Linked DNA regions of Mus musculus: region 1 is linked to region 2. The links are chromatin contacts, called in public HiChIP or PLAC-seq maps. All regions are on one chromosome and are shown on one strand. The core of a region is the stretch at or near the end of the contact, and the rest is flanking DNA. Distances in the headings are between cores, read along the strand shown.

Region 1 (3,302 bases), core at 782-3,281, 100 kb after region 2:
GGAATCTGAACTCAGGACCTGACGCTTGCAGGTCAAATACCTTATCCAGAGCCATGACCCTAACCATAGACAGCAACGTTTAAAATCAACCATTCTAACACAATCAGATCCAAAGTCAGACTAACATGATACATGCTAACTATGATGGGGAAAAATATATACAAGGTTTTCTCTAACTAAACCATTTTTTTCTATATGAGCAGAAAGTTGCAGTAAAAAAACAAAACAAGCAAAGAAAAAAAAAAAAAACAAACCCTGTGATTCATAGCATACAGTGGTCTGGAACCTGACCAGAAGAGTTTCAGCCAGGGTTTCTTAGTTTGGCATGGTGTGGTATCATGCACAGTGTAGAGTGCATGTCATGTGTTCGGAACCAAGGCTACAGTGAAATCCCAAGATGCAGTGCACAGGCACGGCCAGAATCACCCTGACTCACTGGGAGTTTGATTCTGAAATAATTCGCAGTGCGAGAGTCCTCGGAAACATTTAGTCCTGCCAGATTTTTCTCTATCTCCCCATTCAGTTATGTGATCCCCAGACGGAGTTGCCACCATCCATATCTGACCATTGCAAAAGGTGCCTGTGACAGGGGCATTAAGCCTGGTCATTGGGTGTTTGGGCGTCAGGGGCAGAGATTGGGGGACTTAAAATTTTCCATTGGCTTGCTGACTTATAAACAGATAAGGACCCTTCCTTGTACTGAGAACCTGTTTGAGGGGAACCTGTGACTTTCATTACCTCTGTGGCTTGAAGGAGCAGGCATGGCTTGCTGCCAGTGCACAAATCAAGGTCCCAGATGCCCAGGCACCAGTACAAACTCCTACAGCTAAACCTTTAACCAAGGGTTAGGGTCCCTACATCCTGTTCTTTTCTGCAGACTCAGTTCTTGTAGCATGAGCTTGGGTCTGCTTCTCTCTCTTTGTCAGGTTTCTTGCTCCATACACGAATACGTTGTTCTAAGTGCAGAGTGCTGTATGCTGGTATTTTCAGGTAGACAATGGGTCAAAATATTTATCATATTTATCATGTCATTTCGTACAGCCCAGCCAGTACACAGGAATGTTGGTCATAAAACCAGCACAGGGTCCCCAGATAGAACACCAGATCAGACTCTGAATTTCAGATAAATATACGTAAAATTTACTATAGCTAATACATGGGGTACCTTGATACTAAAAGCAGTTGCTGTGCAGAGTTGGACACCCAGGCTTTCAGTCTGTCTTTCAATGTGTAAGAACTGCCAACCTGGGGCAGCCCACCCAGCCTTCTCACCCTCAGAGTAACTTCTCAGCAACTGCCAATGTTGAATAGGACAGTGTTGCCTACCACCAGTGTTTCTAAATGTCTGTTTTATTTTCAAAGCCTGGGAGGTTGTGTTTGGACCAAGAATTTCACACCCAGCCTCAGAGAGTCAATGAACACACATGGTGCACAGACATACATGTAGGCAGAACAGCCACACCATAGGAATAAATAACTTACAAGCAAGCCCATGGGAAAGCACACAGCATCACAGAATGATGCAGGAAGGGCAGCGCCGAGAACTAGAATTACAGGTGGTTTGAGCCATCATGAAGTGTTAGGATTTGAACCCAAGTCCTCTGCTGGAACACCAAGCTCTCTGAGCCTCTGTACATCTCCCTAGCCCCTGTGGCTTTACCTTCCCTGACCATTGAGTAAACAGCTAACACTACCCTGTAGAAGAACAAGACAATGGAAGCTAACCTGCCCCAAGGTCATGTGGCAAGGGTGTGTCAGCTCTCTCTCTTGAACCTCTGTTTATGAAGGAGTATGAGATTTCTAATATCTATGCAAACATTGATAGTGGTATGAGCCTGGCCGGGACAGAACCAAACGAGATCCCATCTGGTTTCAACAGCTCAAAGCACTGGGGTTTGAAGAGGCTATTACGGTAACTCAGATTTGCAGCCCTGTGAAGTGGCCGCCCACACAGGAAATAACTTGGAACAGGTGGCCCAAGGAGCTTGCTGGTCTTGTCTGGCTTCATGGGGAAAGCTTGTGGGTTCCTGAGTCATTGAATAATTATGAGCCTGAACAAAAGGTTCTCAGATAAGCGGAAGTCAGGACAGGGAAAGGCAAGGTGGGAAGAGGGTTGTCTCGGCGTGCTCACTGGGCAAGCCCACTTGATGGATGAGGCCTCTTGGGAAACAATACCCCCTTGGTTTGTGATCCTGAGTCCCCCAGCACCCCGTGGCATGATGAGCAGACACAGGTGGCAAGAGTCGCTTAGGATTTAATGAACTCCCCAGAGTTGGAAAAGAAAGCCAGGTTAGGCTCAGTTCCCGCAGAGACCATGTAAGAATTCTCCTCTGTGAGCCTGCCCTGTGCTGGCTTGTGCTGCACTTGAACATTCGTTATGTCTCTGATCTATTCCCAAGCCAGGATGTGGTGACAGCTTTGCTCCAGTGTCTCTAATGATGACACTGAAGTCTTGTCTATCGGTCAGGAGGAATGATGGTGCTACACATTGACTTGTGTCCTTCCAAAGAAAACAGACACTGGTGTCTTAACACCGAGTGTTGCAGAATGCATCCCGGGTCACTGCAGGTGTTGTTAGTTCAGATGATGTCAGAGTGGCACGGATGAGCCGATCTTCAATACCATGGAAGGCTTCCTTATATAAAAGGCTGTCAGGCAGGGATGGGGTTCTGTGTATTTTTTTAAAAATTGCCTGTACAAGACTCTGGCTTCAAGACAGAGTACCATCGGGGAAAATATAAAGACAAAGAGATCCAGTAAAGAAATGTCATGTGAGCAGAGAGAGGCACAGGAGGAAGTTCCGGGCAGTCGTGATCCAGAGAAAGAGCAATGCAGCCATATTTCTCATAATGTAAAGATGGTGGGCAGCCACCAGAAGCCAAGAGCGAAACAGGATTCCCTGCACACTTGGCAGAGGCAACATAGGCCTCTCCGAAGCAATGGCCACAGACTGACTGTACTTGTGGAGGGCTGCCATGGGAGTCTTCGGAGGACTTCATTTTTCATGGTAGACCTCTTTAAAGACTGTTCTATAGAACTGTGCATGCAAGCCACTATTCTATTTTTTTTAAATCATTTTTTGTTTAATTTAAAGACAAGATCTCACTGAGTTGTTTAACCTGGCCTTGAACTCCTGATGGTCCTGCCTCAGCCTCTCTTGTAAACAGAATTAATTACAGGCTTTTGCTACAAGTCATCCCTCAATAGAACCCTTTCAGATGCCCTCTCAAGGATGGGAGTGTAGCTCAGTGGTGGGGTGCTTATTAACAGTACAAGTGGCAAATACAAGCAAACTCTGGCTT
Region 2 (3,511 bases), core at 500-2,999:
TGTGTGTGTGTGTGTGTGTGTGTGTGTGTGTGTGAGAGAGAGAGAGAGAGAGAGAGAGAGAGAGAGAGAGAGAGAGAGAGAGAGAGAGAGAGGGCAAGTGTGGCAAGTGTGTGTATGTGCATGTGTGGTTGGGTGTGTAAGTGAGTATGTGTATGTAGGGTTGGCACCCCGTAGATTGGGATACTGTGGAAGCTTTGGACATTGAGTCTGGTGGCATATGTAAGGTTGCAGGGTGGAGCTCATGAGGGTTGCTTGACTCTGCTTCCAGCCCTAGCTCCCTGCTTCCTGCTGTGTGAGCTTGCACCTCAATCTTCGATCACCTACCAGGCCAGTCTGTCCAGCGTGCCTCTGGTGTGGTGGACTGTCTCTGACGGCCTGAGCTGAACCTCTCCTCTATTCAGTTGCTCCTAACAAGTGTTTTGTGGCAGCCACATGAAAAGCTAAGACAAAAATAGAGGACTCTGTTTTTCTTTATTGTCCTCTAAGATTTCCTTTCAAGAAAGGAAATAGAGAACGTGCAGATCAGATCTTCACAAATCAAAGTGTCTTCTCTCTCCCATGTATCTACTCTCCCACCTTCAAGTAAGGACTGGATCCCAGATACAGTACAGTGGATTCGTGACCTATGAACTGTCTGCCATCCCTGCAGTGTCTCTGGTGATGGAAGAGATTTTTCTCTTTAATGTCTGCCTGTGTTAATGCATAGGAAGATGCACACAATGATCACAGACTTCCCATCCAGTGAAGCCCTGTGACCCTGTAAGTGTTTAGCCTTTAACAGACCCCTGGGCTGTGTGCCCAGCTCTGACACTGTTCACGTTTACAGAGTCAATTCAATTTCACTTGTTAATATTGGTTACCATCATTCTAGATTGAAAAGCAGCTTTCCAGAGCATTGCTCTGAACTTCAGAAGCCCAAATAGCTCTAGCAGGCGTCTGGCACTTCCCACCTCCCCCATATTGTTCCTGGACCATCCATTTGAAATCCATTTGAATCAGGGTTTCTCTCTCTCTCTCTGTCTCTCTGTCTCTGTCTCTCTGTCTCTGTCTCTCTGTCTCTGTCTCTCTCTCTCTCTCTCTCTCTCTCTCTCTCTCTCTCTCTCTCTCTCCATTTCATTACAAATTCCTGTATCCAGGGATCATGTCTAATGTTTCTCAAATATCCTGGTTAATGTGTAGGCCAGAAACTTGTTCAATTGAAGCCTCTTAAAAGTTGTTGATGGAGTTAAAAATGAACTTCAAATGTGAAAAACGTTTCCAGAGCAAGGGAAATATTCACTGTTGTGTTTGGAAAACGGGATGGGTAAGTTTAAAAGCATGACGATCAGACAGGCTCCTTGAGGGAGGTAAATTTTTAGATACCATGAAATCCCATATGAGATCGCACCCAACTTCCTTAGGCAAACAGTAAGCGACAGAAAGAAAGAAAGGGACAAACTGGGTTTATTTGACCTTGCCATTTGATTTCCAAGGAATTCAAAGCCATCGAGGGGTAAAGATAGCTAGCTGTCTGTCTTTCTTGACTGGGTTTGTGCTTTTCTCTTTCTCCCTAACCCTGCCTCTGACTCCATTTTTTGAAAATTAGCCAGACAACGGCCGCATTTCCAGTTACTGGATGAGTTCAGAGCCAAGCAGCTGTTCAGAAACATCCAAGTGGGCAGCAAATGGCGCTGATGGAGTTAAAGGCGGTGACTCACACGGGACATTCTCAGCAGGTCAGCTGGAACTCCCTGCTGGGCAGGGAATGCAGCCCCCTGGGGCAGGTGCCAAGCCCAGGAGCAGAGCCCGGGATGACAGCAGCAACTCACCACACAGTGGCCTCCGCTCGGTCGCTTCCCTGTTCTCAGTTTTCATGATTTTTTTTTTATAAGGTGAATTTTTTTCTAACGCAATCCTGAAGTGTGATGGGAAAAACAGGCCGGGCAGCTGTTGACTGTTTGAAACAACAGAGGGGAGGCTGGGTCCCTTGGACCGGCTCCACACACGCTGCCTCGCCAGCTTTCCTGATCATTTTCTCATAGAAAATTATGGGTCAAGAGCTCGATCCTGCGCGCTCCTCATGCCAGTCAGTCGCTCGCTCAGCGAAGGTGAGGCTTGCAGGAGCCCAGAGGGGCTTGCTCATCTAGAAATATATTTCTACAAAAGATTATAATTTTACAAGGTGACTCAATCAAACAACAATAAAGACCACGGGTAGGCTAGGGGAAGAGGGGAAAGCACACTTGAGTTTGTGAGCTTATATAACAGCACTACCATGAAGGGCACTAAAGAATATAAAAATGGCATCCTAGATGTTTATTATTAAACATAATTGTTCAGGGAGGGAGGGACTTAATTACTTCAACAAATTCAATTGTGACTCAATCCTCCACTTCACTTTTTGTCTATTTTTCTTTAAATAGCTTTCAAAGGCTTTTAAAGGTAAATATCTTTAATTTGTTCCTTGCAGGTGGGTGATGGCTCAGCAAAGAAGAAACAATCTTTTTTTTTTTTTCTTTTCCTGTCATTAACAATTATCAGATTCAAATTCCATTCCTCTGCTATCTAGGCACAGGATTCCCAGTGCACTGGGATTGTGATCCTGATGGCCAATTTGTGTCCCCTATAATCAAGTTCATTTTGTGATAAGCTCCCAAATATTAACTCTGAAAGAGCAGAAAGGTAGAACTTTAAAAAAAAAATGAAACAATGATTTATTTCCTTAAATAAAATGTTTAAAGTTGTGTTTGGCCAATTAGATGAGCATTTATCAACCATCGAGTTCACAGGGAGCTCAGAGACAGGAAACAGCTTTCTGAGGGCTCTTCTTCTTCTGAGAAAACGGATTCAGAGTTCAAAAGAGAGTAGTCTGGCCGCCTGTTTTATAGAGCCCAAAGAGGAACATGGGAGGGGAAATTTCCCAAGAACAGACATGGTGTCAGTGTTGCCTGCCCGATGTCTAGCTGGTGGTAGACGATTAATAAATACCGGCAGAATTGATCTTGGCCGGGGGGTGGGGGGTGGGGTGGGGGGGGGAGTGGGGGGGAGTGGACGGAAGAGGAGGAGCATCCTTTCTTTTTGGCAAAAGAAAGAACAGATTAGTCATTGAGATTCTGCAGAAGGGATGGGGCTCAGGGTGGTTTAAATCTCAGTTCCAAAAGTCAGGAGAGAGGACGGGAGCACACCGAGTGAGCATCCTGTGAATAAGTCTTTTTCAGCCAGAGTTGGTTGGGTTCATTTCTGGGTATGGCAGCCAAGACCAACCAGAGGCTCCCAAGAGAAAAGCCAGACAGAAAGGCGAGGTTTGAGATTTTCTCTCCCGGTTGCATCTACCAGGTCTTCATGTATTAATTACCATGTTCCTTCCACACCAACCTCTGAGAGCATCTGGGATGAAATGCCAAATTAAAAGAGGGAGGGGAAGCTATAATCAGGGATTATTGTATGAGAAAAGAGTCTATTTTTTAAAATGTGGAAATCAGGACAGGAATACTCCCAGGACACTTTTATGGTGGGGATGAGCCTTTCTGTC

What was found. HiChIP or PLAC-seq counts read pairs in DNA pulled down with a chosen protein or histone mark.
Region 1: an HNF4G HiChIP or PLAC-seq map of pancreatic cancer cells shows a contact between it and region 2. The contact joins two enhancer-like sites. A contact is called at or near these places in 1 of 15 datasets of contacts at CTCF or cohesin (the NIH/3T3 cell line), 10 of 484 Hi-C or Micro-C datasets (the AML12 cell line, the Patski cell line, bone marrow and 6 more) and 2 of 115 datasets of contacts at active chromatin or transcription factors (fibro-adipogenic progenitors and pancreatic cancer cells).

Annotation. Positions count from the first base shown.
Region 1 is chr16:92,902,865-92,906,166 of GRCm38.p6, reverse strand. No RefSeq gene overlaps it. Among named protein-coding and RNA genes, the nearest start is that of Gm41499, 52 kb to the left of the region's middle. Within about 2 kb of position 2,031, at least 64 of the 459 cell types and tissues checked have an H3K27ac peak or open chromatin away from gene starts, as enhancers often do. A contact at or near this core is called in muscle stem cells and pancreatic cancer cells, where this site is marked.
Region 2 is chr16:93,005,034-93,008,544 of GRCm38.p6, reverse strand. No RefSeq gene overlaps it. Among named protein-coding and RNA genes, the nearest start is that of Gm41499, 50 kb to the right of the region's middle. Within about 2 kb of position 1,749, at least 58 of the 459 cell types and tissues checked have an H3K27ac peak or open chromatin away from gene starts, as enhancers often do. A contact at or near this core is called in muscle stem cells and pancreatic cancer cells, where this site is marked.